2 separate regions of the Mus musculus genome follow, and region 2 is linked to region 1. Evidence: chromatin contacts called from public HiChIP or PLAC-seq data. All regions are on one chromosome and are shown on one strand. The core of a region is the stretch at or near the end of the contact, and the rest is flanking DNA. Distances in the headings are between cores, read along the strand shown.

The links. HiChIP or PLAC-seq counts read pairs in DNA pulled down with a chosen protein or histone mark.
Region 2: a contact with region 1 is called in a RAD21 HiChIP or PLAC-seq map of pro-B cells, with 12 times the contacts expected there. The contact joins two enhancer-like sites. A contact is called at or near these places in 1 of 15 datasets of contacts at CTCF or cohesin (pro-B cells) and 3 of 484 Hi-C or Micro-C datasets (the C10 cell line, cortical neurons and liver).

The regions. Positions count from the first base shown.
Region 1 is chrX:144,640,872-144,647,824 of GRCm38.p6, reverse strand. All of the region lies in intron 1 of Trpc5 (transient receptor potential cation channel, subfamily C, member 5), which reads left to right. Among named protein-coding and RNA genes, the nearest start is that of Trpc5, 44 kb to the left of the region's middle. Within about 2 kb of position 2,229, at least 1 of the 459 cell types and tissues checked has an H3K27ac peak or open chromatin away from gene starts, as enhancers often do. A contact at or near this core is called in pro-B cells, where this site is marked.
Region 2 is chrX:145,307,094-145,314,726 of GRCm38.p6, reverse strand. All of the region lies in intron 3 of Lhfpl1 (lipoma HMGIC fusion partner-like 1), which reads left to right. Among named protein-coding and RNA genes, the nearest start is that of Lhfpl1, 38 kb to the left of the region's middle. Within about 2 kb of position 5,991, at least 7 of the 459 cell types and tissues checked have an H3K27ac peak or open chromatin away from gene starts, as enhancers often do. A contact at or near this core is called in pro-B cells, where this site is marked.

The DNA.
Region 1 (6,953 bases), core at 980-3,479:
TGTGTCTTCCTCTTTCCCTGCAGTTTATTATTTATGAATTATTTGTATGCCCCAGGAGTCTTTCATCTTCTATCAGTTATATTAGTTTGGGTGGGTGTTCAAAGTTACTGGCTTAAAACAATGGAAACTCATCTCACAGTTTTGGGGGTAAGAAACTTGAAATTAGTACCACCTGGATAGAATCAAAGTGTAAGCAAGGCCACAGTGCCATCATAGGCTCTGAGGTGGATTCTGTCCCTTGTGTTTTCCAGCCTCTGGTAACTATAGACTCATTCCTTTGCCTTGTGACCACATTTGCTCTCCCCTCTGCCTCCACAGTCACATCCCCTATTGTGGTTGTCACTGGATCTCTTTCTGCCTTTCCTTTAAAGGGATGCTCATTATACCATTGTAACATACTGGATAATCGAGGATGGTCTTCCCATCTCAAAATTCTTCGTTTGACCACACCACTGAAATAAATGCCACCACTTTCATTTTGCCATATCCTGTAACAGTTACAGGTTCCAGTGACATGGATGTGTTAGGAGTGTGATGATCAGCCCCTCCTACTTGCCCATTTGGATTGCATAAAGCACAGATGACATCCACTTTATAAAGAAACAATGGCTCAACCAAGTAAACTGGCACTAAAAATTCTCCTCATCAACTACCTATCCGTGCTACCCTACTTGTTGGTCACTGTTTGGCAAACTCACCTTGGGGCTTTCCCAATTGAGGTTCTGTACATCATTGATGCAGCATACATTTACCATTGTGCCAAAGACTGAGGACAAAACAGTAGATTAGAAGCATGGTCTGCTGTTTAGCACATTTTCACTCAATGTTAGTCTGAAATATCCTTTTTGAGATTATAATATAATTCCATCATTTTCCATGTCTCTTCCCTTCCTCTAACCTCCCCCATATATTCCTCCTTGTTCTCTTTACAATCCATAGCATCTTTTTATTTGATGGTTGCTACATACTTGTGTGTGTGTGTGTGTGTGTGTGTGTGTGTGTGTGTGTGTATGCTCCTGAATACATAATTACATTCCTGCTCAGTCTGTATAGTGTTACTTATAAGTTTGTGGGACTGAATGGTTGGAATTAAATAACCAATTGGTACTCTCTTCCCTGGGCTAGACTATTTATTTTTTTCTGTTCTCAGCATCCGTTAGCTGCCTACTCATTCTTTTAATACTAAAGTCTACACCTGTCCCTGAAATTCACACACACACACACACACACACACACACACACACACACACACACACACCTTTTCTATAATAATCATGTCTGTATAAATAAATCAAGAATCCAGAGATTTAGATTCCCTCTTTTTAATTAATCATGGCCCAGGAAGATATAGGACTATTCCCATTCTTCCAAAGACATATGACACTGTGAAATTAGTGTAACCATGAGGAATGACAAGATGGACTTTTTAAGCTTGGGATGGTTCTAGAAAGTGTACTATCATACTGAGAGGATTAAAGATGAGAAACCATACGTAGTTGCACAAGGTATTGGAATAGCACCAGGGAAATGAAAGGAGACTTAATATAGCACAAGAAGAAAGCAAGCTATCACTTTTAATATTCATCGAGTCCATGACAGCATGCTGCTTCACACACTCATCAGCATTTCACATTGGCAGTACAGAGTAGGCATATGCCACGTATAATTTTTACAAATCTCTTTCACAAAATAGTCTCTAGATTGGTTTCTTATGACATCTCTGTATGAAGGGTGGCTATTATCATCATTCTATTTCACAGGTTAAAATACAACACAAAAACAACAAAGGTTTCAAGAATTAATTTTCTCTAGGCAGAATAAATTGCAAGATTTCTTTGTAATCACTGTCTCCTCCAAATACTGTATCTCATTTAACCATGGCATAAAAAGACAGCTGGGCGTGGTGGCGCACGCCTTTAATCCCAGCACTCAGGAGGCAGAGGCAGGCGGATTTCTGAGTTCGAGGCCAGCCTGGTCCACAAAGTGCGTTCCAGGACAACCCTGTCTCAAAAACAAAAACAAAAACAAAAAACAAAAAACAAAAAACAAAACAAAACAAGACAAAAAAAACAAAACAAAAAGATAAAAAGATGTCTCATAACATTATAAGCCATGGCTACTGAGTTGTTAGTATATCTAACAAATACCCTATTATTCAGTTACATAGTTCAACCCTTGGAACGTGAGTATCCAACACTCACTTTTCATGTAATTCAGGTACATGACCAAAAGGTGGCAGTAACTTCCTGGGTCAGAAGCTTGAATGCTCAGTCTTAAATTGCTATGCTCACATTAGGTTATAACAAAAAAGTATAGATTTCCAGGACTTTATTGTTTTCAAAATTTTTACTTTGTTACTTTATTGTATTTTAAATAATATTTTCAGCTACATTTAAAGGTTCTCAATATAAAAACTATATCAAGAAAACAAAAATACATGATGTGGTATACTTAAAAATAAGTTAAAAATACTCCCTTTTTAACTACAATTTCAACAAGGTTTGGTCTTATCCCAAGACTATAAATTGCAATATTCGTTTCTACTTCACTCTAAGTGTTTCCCTTCCTGTGACATGACTGTAAGATTTCTGTTTAACTTAACAAAAGAGCCAAGGGCTCTATTCACAAGTGGGTTTCCTTCCTTCCTTCCTCCCTCCCTCCCTCCCTCCCTCCCTCCCTCCCTCCCTCCCTCCCTCCTTTCTTTCTTTCTCTTGTTTTTTCCTTCTTTTTCTTTCCCGTTTCTCTAAAAGCTTTCAAGGGAAGTACTTCAAAAAGAGTACATCAGAGTATCTCTCATCTGCAGCTCCCTGCTTCTAGTGTTTCTTCCTCTCCTCAACAGAGACACTATCAAATGGCAATGTGTTATCACTGAAAGAGCAGCCCGGTTTTTTTTTTTCTTTTGTTGCTATTAATAATGAAGTAAATTTTTTCTCAGTACTAAAAAGATAACACCATCCCTCTTCCTTTAAGGGATCTGCATATGTAGCTGCCTACTCAGTGCATTGCAAACTCTCCGTCATATGATTTTCCAGCAAATTCTTAACAACCTGCAATGTTCAGAGTGCATTCTCTCACAGATAAGTTTGTTTTGTCCAAACTAATGGCTATAAACCTAAGCTCACAACACAGCATCAAATCAAAAAAGCCTACCCATACATATATATTATGCATATGTTCATGTGTGTACTTTTTTAAAATTAACTATTTATTTATTTACATTCTAGACATTGCCCCCTCTTAGTCCCCACTCCTACAGTTCTTCATCCCATTCCCCCTTTGGCTTTGAGAGAGTGTTTCCCCTGGGCATCCTCATTCCCTGTGGCCTCAAGTCTCTATAAGATTAGGTGTATCCTTGCCAACTGAGGCCAGGTGTGTGTACTTTTATAGAGAGATGTATAACTGCTGCATAAGAGATCAACTGGTACATTATAGTAAACATAGCCCATATTCTCAGTGAGAAAAAAAGTTGTAAATTTCTAGGCTTGGCACTGTGGTAGTGACTATGATAACTAGAGGAAGTGTAAGCCACAGCTCCTGCCTCAAGAGATTTGCAATGCAATTGAAGAGATGATATTCCTAAATGAAACATTTCTATATCAGTGTAATATGTACATCAGCACATATTCAAAAGAATGAGTAGAAATAATATGAGGTCCAGAGAAGTGTAGTACAAAGAATCGTTTCGTGGGAGAGATCTTGAAGGTTGAGGACATAATGTGTAACCATAAGCCAAAGATAAGAATCAGCTCACAAAAATAAAGAGGTAAGAACAAACCTGGTAGGATTGTAGGCCAATTGCAGACTTGACTAGAACAAAACAGAAATGAGGGTAGATAAATCCATTCAAGTTATTGTATAGGTTATGTAAGAGATGGAGAGTTAAGAAATGATGATCAACTTCTAAACATTACCATCTGCTTCTTTATGCTGACTGAGTTCTAAAAGTTAAGAAGAAAAGCATTTTCTAGAGGAAGTCTGTAGCTATGACTAGTGATAGAAGACAAACTAGATGTAGTGGAATAAAGATGGCCTATCCCTGAGATGAGAAATAGAGAAAACCCTTGGTCTTGGGACAGTAGTCCACAAAGCAAGAACACAAATCATCAGTACTACTAGAAGTCTAATATATTCGAAAAGGGTGAAGATATGTATTTGAAGTGTTGAAAATTGAAGAGAGGTGGTATATATGTTGTTAAGGGAAGCTAAAAATGTATTCCAAGATAGAAAAAGAGAGTTTAGAGAAAAGTGCATTCTTTGCTTTTAGATTAAGTGAGCCTGGGCCATCAGTAGCATCAGGGTCCTTCTGTGTGTAATGTGGCTCCTATTTTTTTCTCTCACATATTCAGCATTAATTCATCTTCCCTTCCAAGCAATCCTATATTTAATGACTGTCATATGGCTCAAGAAACTTGACCGCAACACTGTCACTTCATGGATACAAGTAAGAAGACTTATACTAAAGTCCTTGCAGAAGATAGTTTTCAGATAAGATCTGCACTTGTCATATCTGCAGAGAGCATCTGTCAGCGTCCTCATAGGCTACACATAGAGAATTGGCTTCTAATCCTTAACACTCTGACTTTGTCCTGCTGCTTCTCTCCTGATGGGGCTGAGACATGCAAATTAAATCTAGTTTATTTGATTCGAGTTTGAGTTATCACTGCCCTGTGCTCCATAAAGGAAGTGAAAACATTTCTTTTTCAAACTGACCAGAATACTTAGAACAAGACAGTCAAGACTATAAAACCCCTTTCAGTAAAATAAAATGAATCCCGTATATAAAATATGTTGGTGTCTTTCCAGCTATGGAGCAATGGGATATCTAATCCACCAGAACAAAATGCATCAGAGAATTCTGTTGTTTTAAAGGCACTGGTTCAGAAATTAGCAAACAAAACCTCAGTAAGATATCTTAAATCCTCTTTGCCAGATAAGATAGTCAGTTGTACATAAGAAAAATGTAAAGAGGGGGTATTCAAAGTTACCAAGGAAGTTATGTCTGCTTCTTCCCCAGTGATTGTTAGCAGACTACCATAGTATCCTTTTATCCGAGGTTTCCCTTTCTGGGATTTCAGTGGTGATCCAAAACTCTTCAGTGAAAATTTTAAAAATAAAGTAGTCACAATTTTTAAAGTGTTCAACATCCTAAGTAGCATGATAAAATGTTGTACCAACTCATGTTGTGCCAACTGAGACATGACATATCTACTCAGACTCTATGTGCTGCCCATTTATCTTATAGTCACTCTGTTATCAGATTTATTCTTGTAATATCATAGCATTAGTGGTTCAGTAACCTTTGTTTCACTTAATAGCGGCCTCAAAGTGTAAAAATAGTAACACTATTTACATATACCAAGGGTAGCCATGAACTGCCTCTCATAAATGGAAGGTAGAAACACAAGGTATTTTGAGAGACACAATATTCACTTTTATTTTAGAATATATTGTTATTGTTGTTTTATTTTAGTGTTATCGTTAAGCCCTTGTTAGATATATTTTAAAATTCAACTTGACCATAAATATTCATGTTTGAGAGAAGAGTATACATATAGAGTTTACTAAGTACTACCCTTAATAAGGGGTCAATATAAAGTCTTGCAACATATTTCCTGCAAATGATGAAAGGCTAGAATACAGTGATTGGATGAAAGTATATTGGAGAGTCTGGCTATCAGGACTCGAATCTCAGACCTGTCATCTAGAATTGGGTGACCTTAAGCAAGTTATTTCAGCTTTCTCTGTGGTCTCTGTATGCTGGAGATAATAGCATTATATTAGCTGACAAAAAGATTGCATGAATAAATGTATTTAAGACACATAATATGGTACCCAACACACGGTAAGTATTCAAAAGATAATACAAACATGGTTTGAATTTCCTTCAAGCCACATGGCTCTCTGACAACAGCCTTATAGGCATTATTAGCAAGCAAGAAAAAAAAACTATCACACTATCTTAGGGTTTTCTTTGCTGTGAAGAGATACCATGACCAAGGCAACTCTTAGAGGGACAACATTTAATTGGGGGTGGCTTACAGGTTCAGAGGTTCAGTCCATTATCATCAAGTTGGGAAGCATGGCAGCATCTAGGCAGGTATTGTGCAGGAAGAGCTGAGAGTTCTACAACTTCATCTGAAGGCTGCTGGGAAAAGACTGGCTTCTACTTAGTTAGGAGGAGGTTCTCATTACCTACCTCAACAGTGACACACTTCTTCTAACAAGGCCATACCTACTAATAGTGCCACTCCCTGGGCCAAGCATATTCAAACCACCACACACACTAATACCTAGAATTGTTGGTAATTTTTATTAAAAAATATTTTCACTTATATGATTATGTATAATATAGCATAGATATATTATACATATGTGATATGTATAATATATCTTCACCCTTACCAATTCCATGTATGACACCTTAAACTTCTACTGTCAACACCATCATTTCTTTTGCTGACTTCTTCTGGATGCCAGAGCCTACTTTTTCAATCCCTATATGGTACAATGAATAAATGAAGAGATTGCGTTTCTAATCAAAGACTACTAAGAGTCAATCTGTCCATAATAAGTTGCACATGTATTATATTGCCTCTTAGAATGTCATCTAAAGCCTTAAAGCCGAGTCATTCTCTGCAGTAGCTAGGTCAGTTACACCATCATTAAGACCTTCATTTTATATTATGTTTCACTACCCGATTCTGACACCAGTATTTTCTTCAACTCACAGAGAAACTACTTAATCATTTCTTTAAGTAATTGTCTCCGGGTCAATTTCTCAGGGAACCACACAAACCTATGAGAAAACCGAAAGCAAATGTGATACTTTTGCCACAACAAAACTGAATTGTAGATCAATTGAAAAATAAGGGACATAGACTTAGAACTCCCATCTCTTGATCTTCTGTATCCGTTGTTGTTTATGACTATATGTCATACCCTTTCCCAGGCAT
Region 2 (7,633 bases), core at 4,742-7,241, 660 kb before region 1:
AGCCTCATCTCTTAACGATCCCACTACCTCATCACTGAGTGTGAGGACCACATTTTCAGCACATAATTTTCTTGGGGGACAAACCGTATCCAGAATAGCCTTTTTGTTTTCACATGGGTCTTGTGCATATTGTCATAATTCTTTGTATTCATTCTCTGCCTATAGATATTGCAGTCTTCCCGCCTACCCCTTGTTGCAATGATCCCTAAATGTTGAGAGAAGGGCATTTAGCTAAGCATTCTGAAAGCTCTTATTCTCTGTATGAGAGGAGGTGGATATAAAGTGGCACCCCTAACCAAGGGGCTATTGACAATTAGTAGCTGATAAGAGATGGGGAGTTGTTTGTCTTTAAGGTTTTTGCCATTGGTAGGTAGATCATGTTCCTGTGAAAAGGGTACACAACCGTGAATATATGGGAACCCCAAATTGAACTTAACAGGTGAGGAAAAAAAGACTATACAACATTGGGTGAGTAGGAAAGGGTGTATGGATCTGGACAGGGTTGGAGGTAATGAATATGGTAAAAACTCATTGCACAAAATTTTCAAAGAACTAATAGAAATTGATTAACCTGCAATAACTGTATAAAATACTTTCATTGTGACAGTTCGTGCACGCGCGCGCGCGCGTGTGTGTGTGTGTGTGTGTGTGTGTGTGTGTGTGTAGCATAAGAGGATTTTGGATCCCAGGATACCTTGAAGTTAGAGCTACAGGCAGTTGTGAGGCAATAGTTTGGTGCTGGGACTTAGATCCAAGTCCTTTTGAAGAGCAGCCATTGCTCTTAACCGCTGAGCCATCTCTCAAGCCCCTGTAGTGTACACTAGAAGCTTCATTTTACAGAAATGGAAAGCAAGGTTAAGAGAGAATGACTAACTTGCTTAAAGTTATTTATCTGGTGGAGGAGCAGAGCTGTGGTTCTAGTCCTATGAGTGTTGCCCATGGAGAACCATTCGATTGACATTTCAGCAATGATTGAACTACCTCGTTTTCTTGAACAATACAAATCTGGTTGGTGGGATACAGGGTTGAATTATTCATTTTAATTTTATTAAATAAATGCTTAATTTTATTAATGTAATTTATTTTTATTAATTTAAATGTGAAAGCTCCAATGTGACAGGTAGTGATCATGTTGCAAGGCATAACTTGGGAATCTCTGAACTTAATTGCTATGTTCCTCTGCAGGGGAACACTCTGCACCAGACATGCATGTGGTACGCAGACACACAGACAGAACACACACACACACACACACACACACACACACACACATATATTAAAATTCCAAAAGTATTAAGAAATTGAGGTCACAAAAGAGAGTTGGGGAGTATGCCAAAAGGGTGTGGTTATTTTTTTATTGCTGTTGAAAATTTGTATTCATAGACAGTTTGACAATGGCAACTTATAAGAAGAACATTCATATAAACAAAGCTGTTGGACATAATAAGGAAAATGACGGTGCTGTGTGTAGACACCTCTTTGAAAATATTTTGTTTGGCTGCATTTGTAGCTCATTGGTAGTGCTCTTGCACATGGATTTGATCTCTACTACTATAAAATAAACAAACTCATACTTGAAGTTTTCTGTTTAAAAATTCATTCTTAAAAATTGACAAACTGCTGCCATGGGGGAGAACTGAGAATTCTGAGTAGTATCTGGGGTGACAGGATGAAGAGAATCTTTTTCTAAAATGGTGAAATGCTTGAATATTGGAGGGAATGATCTTATATTAGGCAGAATGTGGTACATGAGCAGTGAAGATGAGTTTTTCTTTTAGGATAGTAAAAAGAAATCCAGAGAAGAGACTTGAACACTTAACTAATACATAGTTCAGCTTTGTTAAAAATTTCAAAATCCTCTCAAATTCAGAACTACCATTTCCCATACTCAATAGTGCCCATAGGCAGAAACATACAAGTAATTCCTAGTAAGAAGTTACAGAATCTAAATACTTCTAATAGAATATAGCTCTCTCTCTCTCTCTCTCTCTCTCTCTCTCTCTCTCTCTCTTTTTTTTTTTTTTTTCGAGACAGGGTTTCTCTATAAAGCTCTGGCTGTCCTGGAACTCACTTTGTAGACCAGGCTGGGCTCGAACTCAGAAATCCACCTGCCTCTGCCTCCCGAGTGCTGGGATTAAAGGCATGCGCCACCATGATATAGCTCTTCTTAATGAAAAGACTAGTATCAGAACTCTTAATCCTTAGGTATGTTCTATAGTGTCTTGAGATGAAGCATATCACTACAGTTTCATACTCCAAAAGGATACAGAGCATTGGCTTATAAAACCAGTCGGATTTACAGCGGAGTTAAAAGATGAGTTGAGGTAGAAATAGGAGGGCAAGTACCAGTTTACTCTGATATCTTTTTGCTTACTCTTTTAGTTTTGTAAGATGATAGCCCATATGAAAGTATAAATAATACTCTTTTGGGTTACTCTTTATTATTTATGTTTATTTTAAAACATCTTATGACAAACAAAATTGTACTAAACTTTCATGACAATTAACAAACAGAAGGAAAATGTATGCATAGCTGATCATACCATGCTGTTGTTATAATGATGTAACCTTGGAACATGTAAATTGGTTTATGGAAAGTTATTCAGCAGTTTATTCGGTGAGTTGAGGAAATTACACATTCCTTGTTTGCTGTGTGATATCATCTTCATCGTCGTCATCCTCCTCCTCATCATCATGATCCCAGTATTAAAATGAAAGTAGTATTCTCATGTGTGATTAGGCCTTTTTACCAACTTGACTAGATTTAGAAGTATCTAGGGGACATATATCTCTATGCAAGTCTATGGGGGTGTTTCAGAGAGGCTAAACTGAGGAAGGAATATTCACTTTGCATGTAGTGGAGTCATTCCCGCAGGCCGGGGTCTTAGCCAGAATAAAAAGAAGAAAAAAAAAAGAGCCAGCCAGATGAGTCCCAGTATTCTTATATGTGTGTCCTGATCTACCTACTTGTGAGCAAGCTTTCTGCTGCCAAGATTTCCCCCAACACGAGGGACTGTATCTCTTGGAAATTTGGCCGGAGCAAAGACAAAAGTGTGTATGTAATGTCTTGTGCTTTAGTTTTCAGAAAAAGAATCCATTAACAGATAAAGATATCCTATATCTATAGGACTTCCTTAATTTTCTACTTCTAAAAATTCTCTGAACAAATTTTCTAACAACCACAGGTACTTAGAAATTAAAAAAAAGATATATGTCAAAAACTAATAAGAAATAAGAAATCAATTTATTACTTAAAAAACCTTTGATGTACCAATTATTTATTTACCATTTAGTAAGAAGAAAGCAAATTGGTATACTAATGAAATGATGTGCTTGCTAAACGTGAAAATTAAATATTGGCTGAATATTGAGTATGAACGTATTTATAGCATCTTCCATAGTTTTCATTTGATTGGTATTTTGCTTTTGTAATTATCGGTGCTGGGAGGACAAGTTCACATAAATATGGAGTACCAACCTGTTAGGGCCACTTCAGAAGCTACCGCAAGTGCTGTGTTAAAGTCAAGCCAAAATTCACTGACTTTTTCTAAAATTTAATTCATCAACTCAAACAGCAGTTTTTATTTTTATGCTTTGTTGCTATATTATTTATTTATTAGGCACATTTTTTTCCCTACAGTATGTTCTGACCATAATTTCCTTTCCTGTGTCTCCTCCCAGGTTCTCCCCAGAACCCTGCCCATCCAACTCCATGCCTTCTCACTCTCTTTCTTTAAACAACAAGCAAACCAATAAAAATTAAAAACAAACCAAAATAAAACATAAAACAGACAAACAGAAAAAAAATCCTCTAGAAACAATACACATGTAGACACATGCACACACAAATATCTCATAAAAAATCAAACTTGGAAACTATAATAGATAAACAAAAGATGGTTAGGGCAAAAAAAATGCCTAAACAAAACACGAGAAAAAAGGTTTTCATATGCAGGGATCCATCCCATAATCAGCTTCCAAATGCTGACACCATTGCATACACTAGCAAGATTTCGCTGAAAGGACCCAGTTATAGCTCTCTCTTGTGAGACTATGCCGGGGCCTAGCAAACACAGAAATGGATGATCACAGTCAGCTATTGGATGGGTCACACGGCCCCTAATGGAGGAGCTAGAGAAATTACCCAAGGAGCTATAGGGAACTGCAACCCTATAGGTGGAACAACAATATGAACTAACCAGTACCCTGGAGCTCTTGTCTTTAGCTGCATATGTATCAAAAGATGGCCTAGTCGGCCATCACTGCAAAGAGAGGCCCATTGGACTTGCAAATTTTATATGCCCCAGTACAGGGGAACGCCAGGGCCAAAAAGGGGGAGTGGGTGGGTAGGGGATTGGGGGGGTGGGTATGGGGGACCTTTGGGATAGCATTGAAAATGTAAATGAGGAAAATACCTAATTAAAAAAAATACCACTGAGTTTGTTTTGTGCTGGACATCTACCGCGCATCCTGTGGTCTGACCTTAAAGAGCAATTTGTATACCCAGAGAGGCTTTACAGACAAACACTGCTTAGTCCTTTGTGAGTAGTTATCAGTTGGAGATGGCTTCTGTGGTAGGGATGGGACCTCAAGTTCAGTTCCCTCTCTGTGCTGGGATACCATCTGTTTGGACTTGTGTAGCCCCCGTGCATAAAGGCAGCAGTTTTTAAAATCCAACTTTACTAACACAATCCAATCCAAAGATATACTATTTCAATGCTTATATACTAAAGAATGACAGTAGGGGAATATTAAAAGATTCTGTTTTCCTTAATTTAATCACTGTTTCTGCAAGATCATCAAACTTTGCATGTATAGTAAAATCCTTGTAATTTATAATATACGGCAGTACTGAATCCAAGCCCATGTTCCAGGTTGTGTTTATTGCCATCACATGGTGTGAGGTGAGAGAATGCACAGTACTAAATGCACCATGTTGTAAATTCAGAATCATGACTGCACTGAAGTTGCACGATGGAGCCTGGTCAAGGTGCTGCCAGGAACACCTCAGATTCATTATAAGTGTGATTTTGAATTAACTTGTGTCCGTTGTGCATTCAGAAACCATTTGTTCTTGCTAAGGTTTTCATTACCCTCCCATATTTTGTTACATGACCCCGTAGGGCCGTGGGCAACAGCTTTAGAATCTGTGGCCTATATAACATGAAAAATAAATTCACAGGTTAGCAGTGCTGGACTTGTCTTCAAATGTGAGCCCCGCCACTTACTAGTTGTACAAATCTGGGCACACTCCTTAACTTCTCAGTATTTCATCAATGGGGATTGTTAATAGTATTGATTCTTGTAGGATTGGGGCGATAGAGGAAAGTCACCATTAGATACAAGGCACAATGCTGCATTAATGCAACTTGTTATTGTCAGAGTCCCTTTGGAGGAGAGGCCCCAAACTTTCAGAATGGAGACAAGAAAGGAAAGGCCCATCCATCTTGACCAAGGTTGGTGATAGAGGATAACCAAAGGTCATGTGTGTGTTCCTTGTAGTTCCTTTCTCTAGTGGTTCATTTCCCTTGCTCTCTTAACATTTCCGCCCATTCTGGACAGTTCAAAGCCTTTTATGGTGACTTGGGATTTGACCTTCCAGGGTTCAGTTTCCAGGAATTTCCTGTTACCTTTCGTTTCTTTCAGTTTTCTTTTTAAAATTTTATTTATTTATTTATTCATTTATTCACTTTATATCCTGCTCACTGCTCCCTTCATAGTCACCCCTCCCACAGTCCTTCCCCTATCCCCTTCCACTGCTCTTCTGAGCAGGTGGGGCCCCTGGGTATCCCTCACCCTTGCACTTTAAGTCTCTGTGAGACTAGGCACTTCCTCTCCCACTGAGGCCAGACAAGGCAGCCTAGCTAGAAGAACATGTCCCACATACAAGTAACAGCCTTTTTGTGGACAGTCTGCTGTGCTCACCAGCACACAGCTGGCTTAGCAAGCATCTTTGCATCCACAGTGGGGCAGTAGAGTGTGGGAGAAGTCAGCCTGACAAGGGTAAACTGCTTATTCTGCTTTCAGTCTTCCTAGGCTTGCTTGGGCACATCACTTCCCCACTCTGAGACCTGGCTTCTCTGTTTTCATGTACAGAGCACTGTACTAGGTGGGTGAGTAGCCGGGTTACTAGCTCCAGTAATAAAGCCTGCCTATAGATGTGAATCTTTTACCACTTTCAGAAAACCAAGGGTCCTATATACCTACTTAGCTCCCTGTTATGACTTGCTCTCCATTAATCATTTATCTTCATATCTGTCTTTTTCCCCCTGTTCTCAAAAAGTATATTTTCAAGTGTTTTAGCATACACATAACTGTAGCAGGAGATAAATATGTTAATTTGTTTAACTAGTAATTATCTTATTACATATACATCAAAATATCATCTTTTATACATTAAAATATACAGTAAAAATGCAATGTACTTAGGATAATCATCTTATACACAATAATAGTTTGAGAATCACTGCTGGTAGCTGTCTGAGAGAAAAATGTATTTAGCTAAGGACATTGTGCAGAGCCACTATCTTTTGGGGTAGCATTAGCTGGAATGTTGAGAGTCCTGGGAAATTCAGGGCTTAGACATTGCTGAAAACCTCAGAGTTATGTACGTGAACAACAGAGATGTGTTTCCACAAAGAGGAGAAATTGAGCTAAGTTGAAGCAGACCAGAAGGAATTAATGGGTCATGAAACAACTTTATTCGACTGCATATGTCTGCTGCCTAACACACCTTTACATTGTGCAGTAGCTTTATCCCTATCTTACTGTCTGGCCATAGATGACCCACTTCACTTCTTTAAACCCGTTTACCCATAGGCAATGTGAGAAATCAATTATCTTCAGAACCGGTTCTGCTCATGTGTTAGAGAAGTGCACCGAAAAATTTTGAAACAATAATCTTGCCTGTGAGAGGTAGAAATTAGAACTCTAATTGGTTAGATCTTCTCACTGATCAGCTTCTAGATTAAAAATAGTGAGAAATTTAGAGTAATGACACTCTATACATCCCAGGGAATATGAAGTTATTTTCGTTTTGACTAGAAGAAATGACAGAGGTGCTTTTATGTACATTTCTCTTTTTCTTGAAATAATCCACGTGAGAAAGGGTGTTCAACCCTGAATTAGTTGCTTGTTACGGTTGCAGTTCTGCAACCCCAGAGGAAGAGAAGGTTCTTCCAAAGGCCTCAAGGGCAAGTCCACTGCATGGCCTTATTCTCCTGTTGTCTTGCTGAGGGCCTCCCAGGCTCAGGAAGAGAACTAACGTTCTAGGGGCTGGTTGTCTATCAACCACACAACCACACGATGGCAGTAAAGCAAGGCAAATTCATTTGGTTTAGCACTTCTGCTCTTTACTTTCTAGAATGTGAATCACAATTTCTTTGCTTCCATTTCCTCCCCTGGAGTTGCTTCTGTAAGCATCAGTGCCAATTTCTGCTTCCTCTTTCACCTTTATTGTGTGTTAGTCCTTTCCCTATAAAATGGTGCTGAATCTTATCTTAAGCTTTTGTTTAAAAGCAGAATCTCAGAGTTTACTTTTTTTTTTTTTTTTTTTTTTTTTTTTTTTTTTTTTTTTTTTTTTGAGACAGGGTTTCTCTGTATAGCCCTGGCTGTCCTGGAACTCACTTTGTAG